Linked DNA regions of Gasterosteus aculeatus: region 1 is linked to region 2. Evidence: chromatin contacts called from public Hi-C data. All regions are on one chromosome and are shown on one strand. Each heading gives the region's core, a stretch centred on a gene start, on an enhancer-like site or on the middle of the called end of the contact. The rest is flanking DNA. Distances are from core to core; before and after follow the strand shown.

What was found. Hi-C and Micro-C count contacts between places; a contact is called where the count stands out from the background.
Region 1: a Hi-C map of liver shows a contact between it and region 2, with 7 times the contacts expected there. The contact joins the enhancer-like site here to the promoter of atxn1a in region 2. A contact is called at or near these places in 6 of 6 Hi-C or Micro-C datasets (blood and trunk muscle, liver, skeletal muscle and 2 more).

What each region holds. Positions count from the first base shown.
Region 1 is chr10:7,200,572-7,205,944 of fGasAcu3.hap1.1, reverse strand. The region is part of intron 3 of atxn1a (ataxin 1a); the gene reads right to left. Among protein-coding and RNA genes, the nearest start is that of gmpr, 22 kb to the left of the region's middle. Within about 2 kb of position 1,749, at least 7 of the 9 cell types and tissues checked have open chromatin away from gene starts, as enhancers often do. A contact at or near this core is called in liver, where this site is marked.
Region 2 is chr10:7,154,101-7,158,978 of fGasAcu3.hap1.1, reverse strand. atxn1a (ataxin 1a) reads right to left here and starts at 1,730. Exons shown (of 5, transcript XM_078081397.1): 1 at 1,590-1,730.

The sequences.
Region 1 (5,373 bases), core at 500-2,999, 47 kb before region 2:
GCATCGCTATGTAATAAACGTCACTGAACACGACATTATCACATTCTATTTCAAAGAATTCAGTGTTAAACCCTCGTTATTACGTTCTGTTGGTGGAATTAAGTGGAGCCGGGGGCCCAAAGCGTCCAGACGACCTGGGAGCGATTTGTTTTTTACTGAAGATGCCCCGCCATCGACACAAAGACAATGTTCATCTCACAATATGATTAATAATTATCAACTAACTTGCCACTCTGTGGTCTCCAAAAGCTTTTAGATAAATGTGAGTGTGTGTGCGTGTGGGTTTGTGTGCGTGCGATTGCGCAGTCATCATCATAATTGTGATCAGAGGGATAAGTCCAGCGTGAAGTGTCGTCTCACTGCTAAATATAGTCCAGCTGGAAAGTACGCTGGAGGTGCTGCAGGCTTATGCTCCTCTCTCACTCTCTCACTCTCTACTTCCTCCAAGTCTCTCTGTAGTTTTTTGCCGTGGGTTTTTTTCATCAGTGCGGGTGTGTGTTTGCGTTTGCTCGTCGGTACCGTTGGTGAACAGTGCAGACTGGGAGCTCTGACAAGACGGCAACTTCCCCCCCTCTCACTGTCCGCTGGGGATTAAACACAAACAACAACAACAAACACACACACACACATATGGTCAGATAGTTGGAGAGTAATGGAGGATCTGCAATCGACAGACGGAGCGTTAGAGGAGAGGGAGAGAGTGAGGAGTGGAGCAGAAGCGAGGTAGAGGGAGATAGTGGTAAAGAAAGAGAGACATAGAGGGGAGTGTTTGGGAGGCAAATGACTGGGAGTCTCTTTTGTAAAAAAAAAACCAAACACTTAAGGCAGCGTCGCATGACTTGCACTTTCTCACCTCTCAATAACCCTCTGGAAGGGAGGAGAAACACAGAGCCCGATGGAAGGAGAGGAGGGGGGAGAGGAGGCGGGGGAGGAGGGGGGGAGGAAACACCAGCGCTCGAGAAATGAGCATCGACGGTTGTAGGAGAAACTAGGACAGACGCAGTACGCACTTATAAACGACAAACTGTGATACAACGAGACGAGCTTTGGGGACTAACGGGTGTATGCCGACTCTCTCTCTCTCTCACACACACACACACACACACACACACACACTCACACTGTGCAAAGTGTACTTACCAGGGCAGCCGGTGGAGCCCACTTCTGCAGCATGCCCGCCCCCTCCATCTCATTCCTGCTCTCCCTAAACTCCCCCCCTTCTCCTGCTCTGCCCGGGTCCCTTGTAAAGCGCCCCGAGTCTCCCTCTCCGTCTCCCTCTCTCCCCCCTCCAGCGAAAAATCCTGAGCAGATTCAGTGTACCTGTGCCACAAACTGCTCGCGGCCTTTTCTCAAACCACGGCCCCCCTGCCTCCCCCCTCTCCCCCCACTACATAACAGCCCTCTCTCGTCAATCTTAAGAGCGAGGGGGGAAGCTCCCGAACTCCGAGTGATACGCAGCGCTCAGGTGATCACACACACAAACAAAATCGGTAGCACACACTCGCACACGCCCACGGGGAGGGAGTCCCGCATGCAGAGCTCCAACCGCTATTATGCAACGGGCTGAATGTGAGCCAGAGCTCTCACACTGCCTGCCCCCCCCCCACCACACACACACACACACACACACACACACACACACACACACACACACACACACACACACAGCCCCTCCCACGGTTTGCTCGGCCAACTTCATCAGGTATTCATTCAAAAAACACACACACGCCAGCTGGCTTCCCGCCCAGAGACCGCTTACAAGCAGAGACTAGAGAGGGAGGGAGGGAGGAGGTTACAGTGAGAAGGGAAGAGAGAGGGAGTGTGGGGGAGAGGAAGAGGGAGGGAGGGAGCGAGTGAACGGTAGAGATTATAAAGAGAGAGTACACAAAAGACACACATGGAAAACAAACAAATGTATACGTGTGTCTGGGGCAGGGACTATTGTTAATCTTTTGAGTGCTTTTCTACACTTGATGCATTAGGACACACGATCTCACAGAAGTGGTGGGGTAGTTTCTTTTCGTCAGACCGAGTGTAAAACCCAGATTCACATAAAATAATAAATGAAAAAGCTAATAGGCGACAAGTCCTCACGTTTGACAAGCTGTAACCAGAGTGCCACTGTACTCGTTGGCCTTTTCTGTTGCGAAATATTAACCAATTACCAATTAATGCAATTCCAAAAAACAGTTCAGACCATTGACAAATGGCAGGATTGTGTGTATTATCAACACACATGTGCACTTAAAGGTAAAGGTAAAAGGTAAATCTATTTCCCCCTGTTGTGCTCAGATTCAATAAGGCTGCACTTCCCACTTTCGACCACTGGGTGTCACAACGGGTCCCCTCGCTGACAGCATGCAGCAGTCTATTACCGGCAGTTAGCTGACCTACTTAAAAGAACATTTGGAAATAAATATAGATGAAATGCGCTACTCAATGCAAAGCGATGTGGCACGCACGGGGAACACGAGAGTAATCACTCATAAGACGCAGACACACACACGCAGAACACAACGGATTCCCACTGGACTCTACGGGTCTAAACATGCACTAAAAACACATCCTGTTTGTGTTGGTTGGTCTTCCTGTCTGCTTGATTTCACCAAGCAAAAACTAACAAATTGTACCGAGAAAAGCTCAGCTGGATAAGGAGATTGGGAAATAGCCCTTTGCGCAAGTTATAACATTTTATGTCGGAAAGCATTTTGGGTGAAAGCACTGTGAGATGATGTCATGTACCCTTATGTGTTTGCACTTTGTGTTGGGGCAGCTGGACTTTCTGTGGATGCAGTTCAATCCTTGCTACAATGTCTACAATCACAAAATATCCTTCCTGTTCTGAAACCAGACCAGTTTAGATCTAATAACATTTCTTTAAAAAAACATATATGGTATTAGGGACAGTTTGGCATTCCCTCATATTATGAACACATATTCATTTATGTGTATAAGAGATACATCTTATTAAATCTATATATATTATCAAATTATTACAGAAAGTTATAAAAGGAAATGATCTGATGTACAGCCTTAAGAAAGATGTAATATCAAGACAGAGACACAGCGCTTTTCTCTTCTGACCACTCAAAGGCTTCCACACAAGACCAGAGCACACTTTGTTTACAATTGGCGAGAGAGAGAGAGAGAGAGAGAATACCACTTCATCAGAACTGGCTAATGTCCATAGCCACTGAGCAAAATGTTGCATTGCCCCTGAGCTTAGAAATGTCTATAAAGCACATTGCCTCCTAATTATGTATGTGTGTACTTCACGACTTCAGCGTGTTATAAGCATGATATTGTATCACTGAGGTCTCCTCTGCACAGCTGCATCTTGAATACATCGTGGGAAACTTGTCGCAACTCTCCTCTGTTTTTCATATAAACATATTCAAACGATGCAGCTGTAGTAAACACGGGCTGCATTATGCTGAGCCCCAACGGACGGAAACAAACAAAAACAAATTGGGATTTTGTGTTCTTCCTCTGGCACAATTAACCCCACGATTTGGAGGTAAAACGTTGTGGTAAAATGACTGCTCTCTTTTCCCTCCTCGTGTGGCGGTCTCAGTCGGAGCCGGTCACTAAGGAAACGGATGAAAAGCTTCTACACACTCACACCTATATACATATCCCAGACTCTCACACAGAACACACACACGCTCGCCCCCGCAAAACTTTACACACACTCTCTCTCCCCCCCGTCCTCCCCCTCCTCGTCGGGGCTCTCGCGTTGGCCCTCGTCTTTCCATCCATCCGTCTGAGCGTGCGAAGCGATCGAAGGCCGCGTTCCCTCGACGATCTATCGCTCATAACCTCGTTGTAATCGTTGCGTAATCGCGTCAATGGGCGCCCTGCGAGCGCCGCACACAAACGCAGCCTCCCTTCGCCTCCCTCCGTCTCCCCCAACGAGCCCCGTGCCAGTTTGCTGGCAGTGTAGTGCGCGACGTCAACCCAGAGCCACATCCCATTCACAAACCTACTAATCCACACACACTATTAGATCCCGACAGTGTGTGTGTGTGTGTGTGTGTGTGTGTGTGTGTGTGTGTGTGTGTGTGTGTGTAGGATTAGGGAGGGACTGGAATGGATGGGCAAATCACTGCTAAGCTCCTCTATTGCTCTATAATCCTACTACACACACACACACACATGCATTCACACAACGCACACAAACACGAACCCATGCACTCTCACTCTTTCTCATTTTCACACACGTACAGTGGACGTATTTACAAACACACACAGACGTAAGGCCGCACCGACATTCAGACACACAAACGTGCAGACATACACACCCAGGCGTTATTTCAAAGACAATACAGTATGTAATCCTCCTCAGGGAATGTGTGTTCCTGCATTAAAGGGAGGAGGAGAGAAATATGTAGGAAGGGGGTGGAGGGAGGGAGGGGGGGGGGGGGGGCAGTTGTAGTGAAAAAAGGAAAAAGATAAAAGCTAGAAAAGAGAAGCGGAAGAAAGGAGGACAGATTTAATTCATTCATCATTCCACCATCCATTCATTCCTTCCACCCACGCAGCCATCACTCCTTTGTCAGATCCTCAACCAGAAGACGCTCACATGAATTGAGAGCGAATGTTACTCACTTTACAAAAATTAAAATATGAAGACATTTCATTGACCACTTTGATTAGATACGACGGCTCAATCGGCGATCGAGGACAAGGAGACGTTTGTCCACGAGACCTTAGAGGGCAAAGCCTGTGATGTGCGATATGACGAAGAGTCTCCTTTATCTCCTTCATCTGGCTTTTCATTGCCCATTTTATGTCTTTTAAATCCAATTTATTTTGTTGTCCATATCGGATAATTAATTATAAAAAAAACCGTTATGGGTTGATGAATCATGTGATTATAGTGTCATTTTCATCATAATATTAATACATTTTTGCAAAGCAAAAGTCAGATATTCCCTTTTGCGTTGTATTTATTTTTGCTTAATATGACGATTAATCACTATTCATCATTCAGTCCTAATACCATTTCAAAGCAAGTCCTCCTCAGCGTTTATCACACCTCACATTTGTGCTCCCAAGATGTTTTCACGTGGGTGGAACGCGGTGAGATAAAGCGCGTGCGATCGTCTCTCCGAGAAGACGGGTGGAGGACGGGTGGAGGACGTGCTGACAGGTGTGGGATGTGCGGCTGCGTCGAGGAGGGTGCTAAACCGCCTCCGCGGCCCGCCTGCCCGAGACGAATGGCAATAGAGACACAACTGTAGACTAATGCTGCACACACACACACACACACACACACACGCAGGCTACGTGATGGGGTCCGCATGTGTCCACACATCGGACAGCGAGTCGAGGTGAGCGGCTGTGAAAGGCCCGGCAGGCCGGCTGGCACTG
Region 2 (4,878 bases), core at 481-2,980:
ACCAAGAATAACGCTCTCGACAAGTTGTAGCATTTATTCACTGCAACGATTCATCCACACTTGATTCAACCATTGACTTTATAATCACTCACTGACGAAGCTGCACACAGGCACCAGGTCTGTTTATTGCAATATTTTGGCAATACTACAGATGTTTGGGGTGTGCAGTGCATACAAGCAGGTAGCTACACTGCACAAGTGTAAGTATACGGATGTTCATGGTACCTGAGGAAGTGTTTGTGCGGTGATTCATAAAGTGGGGGTTTGGGACCATAACGGGGGTCTGTGAAAAGATTGATGAAATTCATAACTTAGCTTTTAGTTGTGATTATTAAAGGGAAAGCACCTGACAGTACATTTATTAAATTGTAATAAAACCATCCGTGAAACTTTTACATTTTGCAATAATTTACACTCTTTGGACTGTTTGTTAAATCGACATGTCAAATTCTTGTGTTTACATTTAGTTTATCATTTATATATATTCAAATAGATTATGACGAGATATCTGTGTAAGAAGCAATAAGGAAAATCAATACTAAAGAACTTGCATAGGGAAGATTTTTGCAATCAGAAATCCAATGTGCAATTGGTCATGCAACTTTGCATTTTATGATAATAAACGCTTCAAACGGGAGAAACATCAGAGCGCGATGCAGCTTTTCATTCGGCCTTCTGCCCGGTCTCGTTTAAACGCACAGGAGGAAGCACCGGCTCCCGGTCCACCCGGAGCGCGACTGCGAGGTGTAAACAGAGTAAAAATAGCCCGCTATCGCACGGCTTCCCTACGGTCCCGTTATATAATGGCCCGAGCCCGGATGAATGACATCACGCGCAGCGCAGCAACCACAAACCCGATGTCCTCTACAACCCGCTGCCGGCGCGAGACGCTCCGTAGTAGCCTCCACGTTACGTCCGCGGCCGTGTGCGATGAGCGGCCCGGACGCGCGCGACGCGAACGTGGCCACGTTTTCGCAAAAGGAGGACGAACGCGGAGCGCGGTCCTAGTTTGTTTCTTCGCCTCTTTTTCGCGCAGAGAAAAACACTTCCGCGATGGTGAAACTGTTTTTAAAACGCCTTTGGCAGTCGGGAAAGAGTTGGAAAGGAGACATTTGTTGATAAAAAGCGACGTGCTTTTTCGCGGCGCGTGTCAACGTAGGAAACAAGCGTGTAAAGCGCAAACGTCGAGTGGCGCAGTTGCTGAGTGCACAGCGGCTCGCGCGACGCCGGCTCGCCCGGCGGACGCGCTCTTCGCCCGGGCAGAATCCAACCAAACTCCCCCCCCCCCCCCCTCCCTCCCTCCCCGCTGCCTTTCGCACCACTTAAACACAACTTTGCATTCACGCTCCGAAATGACAAGTAGATACACCCGAAGCCCGCGCGACCACGTACCGTTTGGGTCACTTCACACGTCACCCCACGGCTTTGGAGTAAAGAAAATTAAAAAAAACACACAGAGCGTCAGCGCCACCCGGCCCAGTTTCTTCCAGCCATTTTTCTCTTCACAGCTTCCAAAAAAAAAGAGGTAAAAAGTGCGTGGTGACAAGTGGCTTGAACGAGCGCTGGCCGGACGGTTCGGGCCGACTTACTGTTGGGAGAAACGGGCTGCCGACTCGGTGTCCCTCCTGGTCGCCGGGGCTCCCCTGCTCTGCTCCGGCGCTGACGGTGGGAAGCGTCTCCCCTCCTGGTGGTGCGTTCGCAGCGCGCACGGCTAACAGCCTCTCTGCCCCCACCTTCAGAGAGATGGAGGGAGAGGGAGGGCGGGAGCGAGAGAGAGAGAGAGAGTTAAAAAAAAAAAAAAAAAAGAAGCAGCAGTGTGTAAGCTACTCATGCGAAAACATGACAAGGCTCCGAGCAGACAGTGAATTACAGGTTTACTATCAGCGGCCACTAGTGCGTCACAGGGCACGGGCCGCTTTCAGTTCAACAGTGTATGGATATGTATTTATTTTATAGCACAGACTGCTTCAAGCGTTGTAGGAAATCCACGAGGTGCGTGTGAGTGTTTTAAAAAAAAAATATTAAAATATGAATAAATGTCCATCATGAAGCTTTTTCCACAGATCACTCACAACGCGTGAGGAGGATAGTGTCAACATTTCTACTACTTTTTAATTAACATTTAAATGTCAATCCATTGTATACATATGACTGCTGTTATTTATTCGTTAGAATTCACGTTTCAAATCAGTTTTTAGAATGGGAGGCATTGTTGCACATTAAACTACCCAACAATATATTCACTATAACAATAAGCTCTGCCCCTTTCAGCTACAACCTCAAATGCTAAAGATAAGATGTTATCATTCAGACTAATATACCACTGACAGGGGGATTCTGCTGCATAATTCAGTTGTAGTGTTATTACTTTTACCTAACTAATCAATTTTACTATGTTTTTCATCATGAACAGGATCAAATGTAGTCGTCCTGTGCACAAAAATGACTATGAAACAAAAATAAAAGCACAAAGCCATTTTGTTCCCTCATGAAAATAAATGTGTAGCCGTAGTGTCATTTGACTTGAATAACGTATAACAACGCGAGGCGGAGATCTCCGGGTGAATCGGCTCAGCTGACGGCAATGACTGAAAGTCAGCTGACAGTGACACGGTGGAACATCTGAACTGCTAATAGCACATAAACACACACACACACACAGCATGAAAACATACACACAGCATTGTAAGTAAATACTAAGAAACATGTGATGAAAGATGCTTGCTTGTGAGCTGCTATATTAATTGGTTTCTCTATGGCTCAGTTACATATTGAATTTAACAGGCAGGTGCTTTTACTCTATTATCAACCACAAAATGACAATTGCATTGTGTAAATATATATATTATAAAAAGATACTGCTGCTGAAAAGCATTGAAATCTTTTTTCTTTTTCAACTTGACCTCCGCGACCTCTTCCAGATTTTCCGACGTGGCAACAAGCTCTTTCGCATCCCGGTGACAGGAGAGTGCAACCTGACACTGACCCGTGGCGCCGAAGGGTGACAGACGATCCGGGATGTATCCCACTCCCTGCCAGTCACTCAATAAGTGGCCTATTGTCCGGCGCTCCATTGTGCCCCCTGTCACATGTGTGGCAAACAAAGAGACGGAGAGGCAGGCCGCACCGTGTGCCAGGAGGCTAGCGTTACATTCGTGGCCTGCATGCATAGAAACGAAGAGGCACGGTCTGGTTGTGAAAAGGTAACAAAGGAGATTCAGTTCACAACACTTTATTATGCAGGCTGTATCCATGCTGTCTGATACTTTAACTCCCCACAGTGTCCCCTGCGATGCAACTTTCACGTTGTAGACAGAATGAGTTGCCCACACAGCGTAATGGGGGTCTTTTCAGAATTCAAGAGGAAACGGGGAGCTGACAACATGTTTTCTTAAAGTAAATCCCCGGGTCAACCTGATTTGTGATTTAATCGTGGGGTTGCTGGGTGTTCTGCTTGCTCAGAGAAGTGCATGCATATCCTCAGCTGCAAGAACACAAGCATGTACTCGTTCCTGTCTTCACTCACTCTCTCACTTTAGTCTCTGCATGTACTCACAGGAATACACCTCCTCAGTGGGTTGATGAAGACATGCACAGTTTAGCCAAAGTCAATTGTGCAACTTCCTGTCTGCCAAATCCTTCATTCAAATAAACTGCACCATTGAGGCTGCTATTTAAATACACAGTTTTGTGTGTGTGTGTGTGTGTGTGTGTGTGTGTGTGTGTGTGTGTGTGTGTGTGTGTGTGTGTGTGTGTGTGTGTGTAGTGTAGTGGGGTGTGAGGTGCTTGAGGAATTAAAAAGAGCTGCTCCCAAAAGGAGGAGCAGATTGTTGCAGGGTTGGGTTACTCCCTAGAGATGTTTCTGTGTTCTTTGTCTGAGGGACGACACAGTGAACCAGGTGTGGAACGTGAAATGGAGACTTGCTGTTTCTACCTGCATGCCGTTTTTGTGTGATTAAGTTCAAATGCATCTTATTTAACGGCGAGCAATTGAAAAGCTCTCTTTTTGGGTAAAGGTTGGCAAATGGAATATTAGAAACATGACTTTGCCAGATGTATCATCTCTGTTCATCCTATTATAAAACAGGCTTCTCCCAGACAACAAACAACTGACGCCCAATTGTTGTGTCAATTCATAACCTCTGCAGGTCAAAAAACCAAAACAGATGTTCAAAAAAGAGTCATGTTCTTTAAGGGACGTCTCTGTCTAAATGTGCAAACAAGGAATTTGACACCTCACTTGGGATATGAATAAGTAACTCTTAAAACACACACTGAGATACGTAAATAATTAAAAATCCCTCGTGTTTGAGGCAGCTTTTAATGGATTTTTCAAGATTTGAATGCCCATGGACGTCTGTGCAGAGTAAGAAAGCGGCACACAAAAGCAGCCGCCACTTGTCACGGTGCATTCAGCTATTGTGCACCACAGCGTTTCAGTCTCTTTATCTCTATGTGAGGGTTACCAGTTACCGGTGTGAAGATCTAAGCAGGAGAAAGCGGAGGCCATTGCATCAACCTGTGGGCTCATTAAACTCTGAGCAAAATGCAATAATGACTTTCACAGCAGAAGAGGAACGGACATCCCGTATGCTTTGAAAATAGCTGTCACTTAAGATTTCAAGGTTGTCTGCTTAAGCCCTCACACTGTGCACAGAGGAAGGTGTGTTTTACAGCTGCTAACTGCTCCCCCTTTTGCTCAAAAGGTGGAAGTGTTTACAAGTTACAGATGCTGAAAGGGAATCATGATAAACACGGTGCATGGAGAATCAATGAGTTGATTCCTCCTTTTAAAAAGCGCATGGTAATGTTCCCATTCCAACAATATATTAGATATCCAGGTTTCCCTCTGCATTGTTCGTGTTATATATTTCCTCT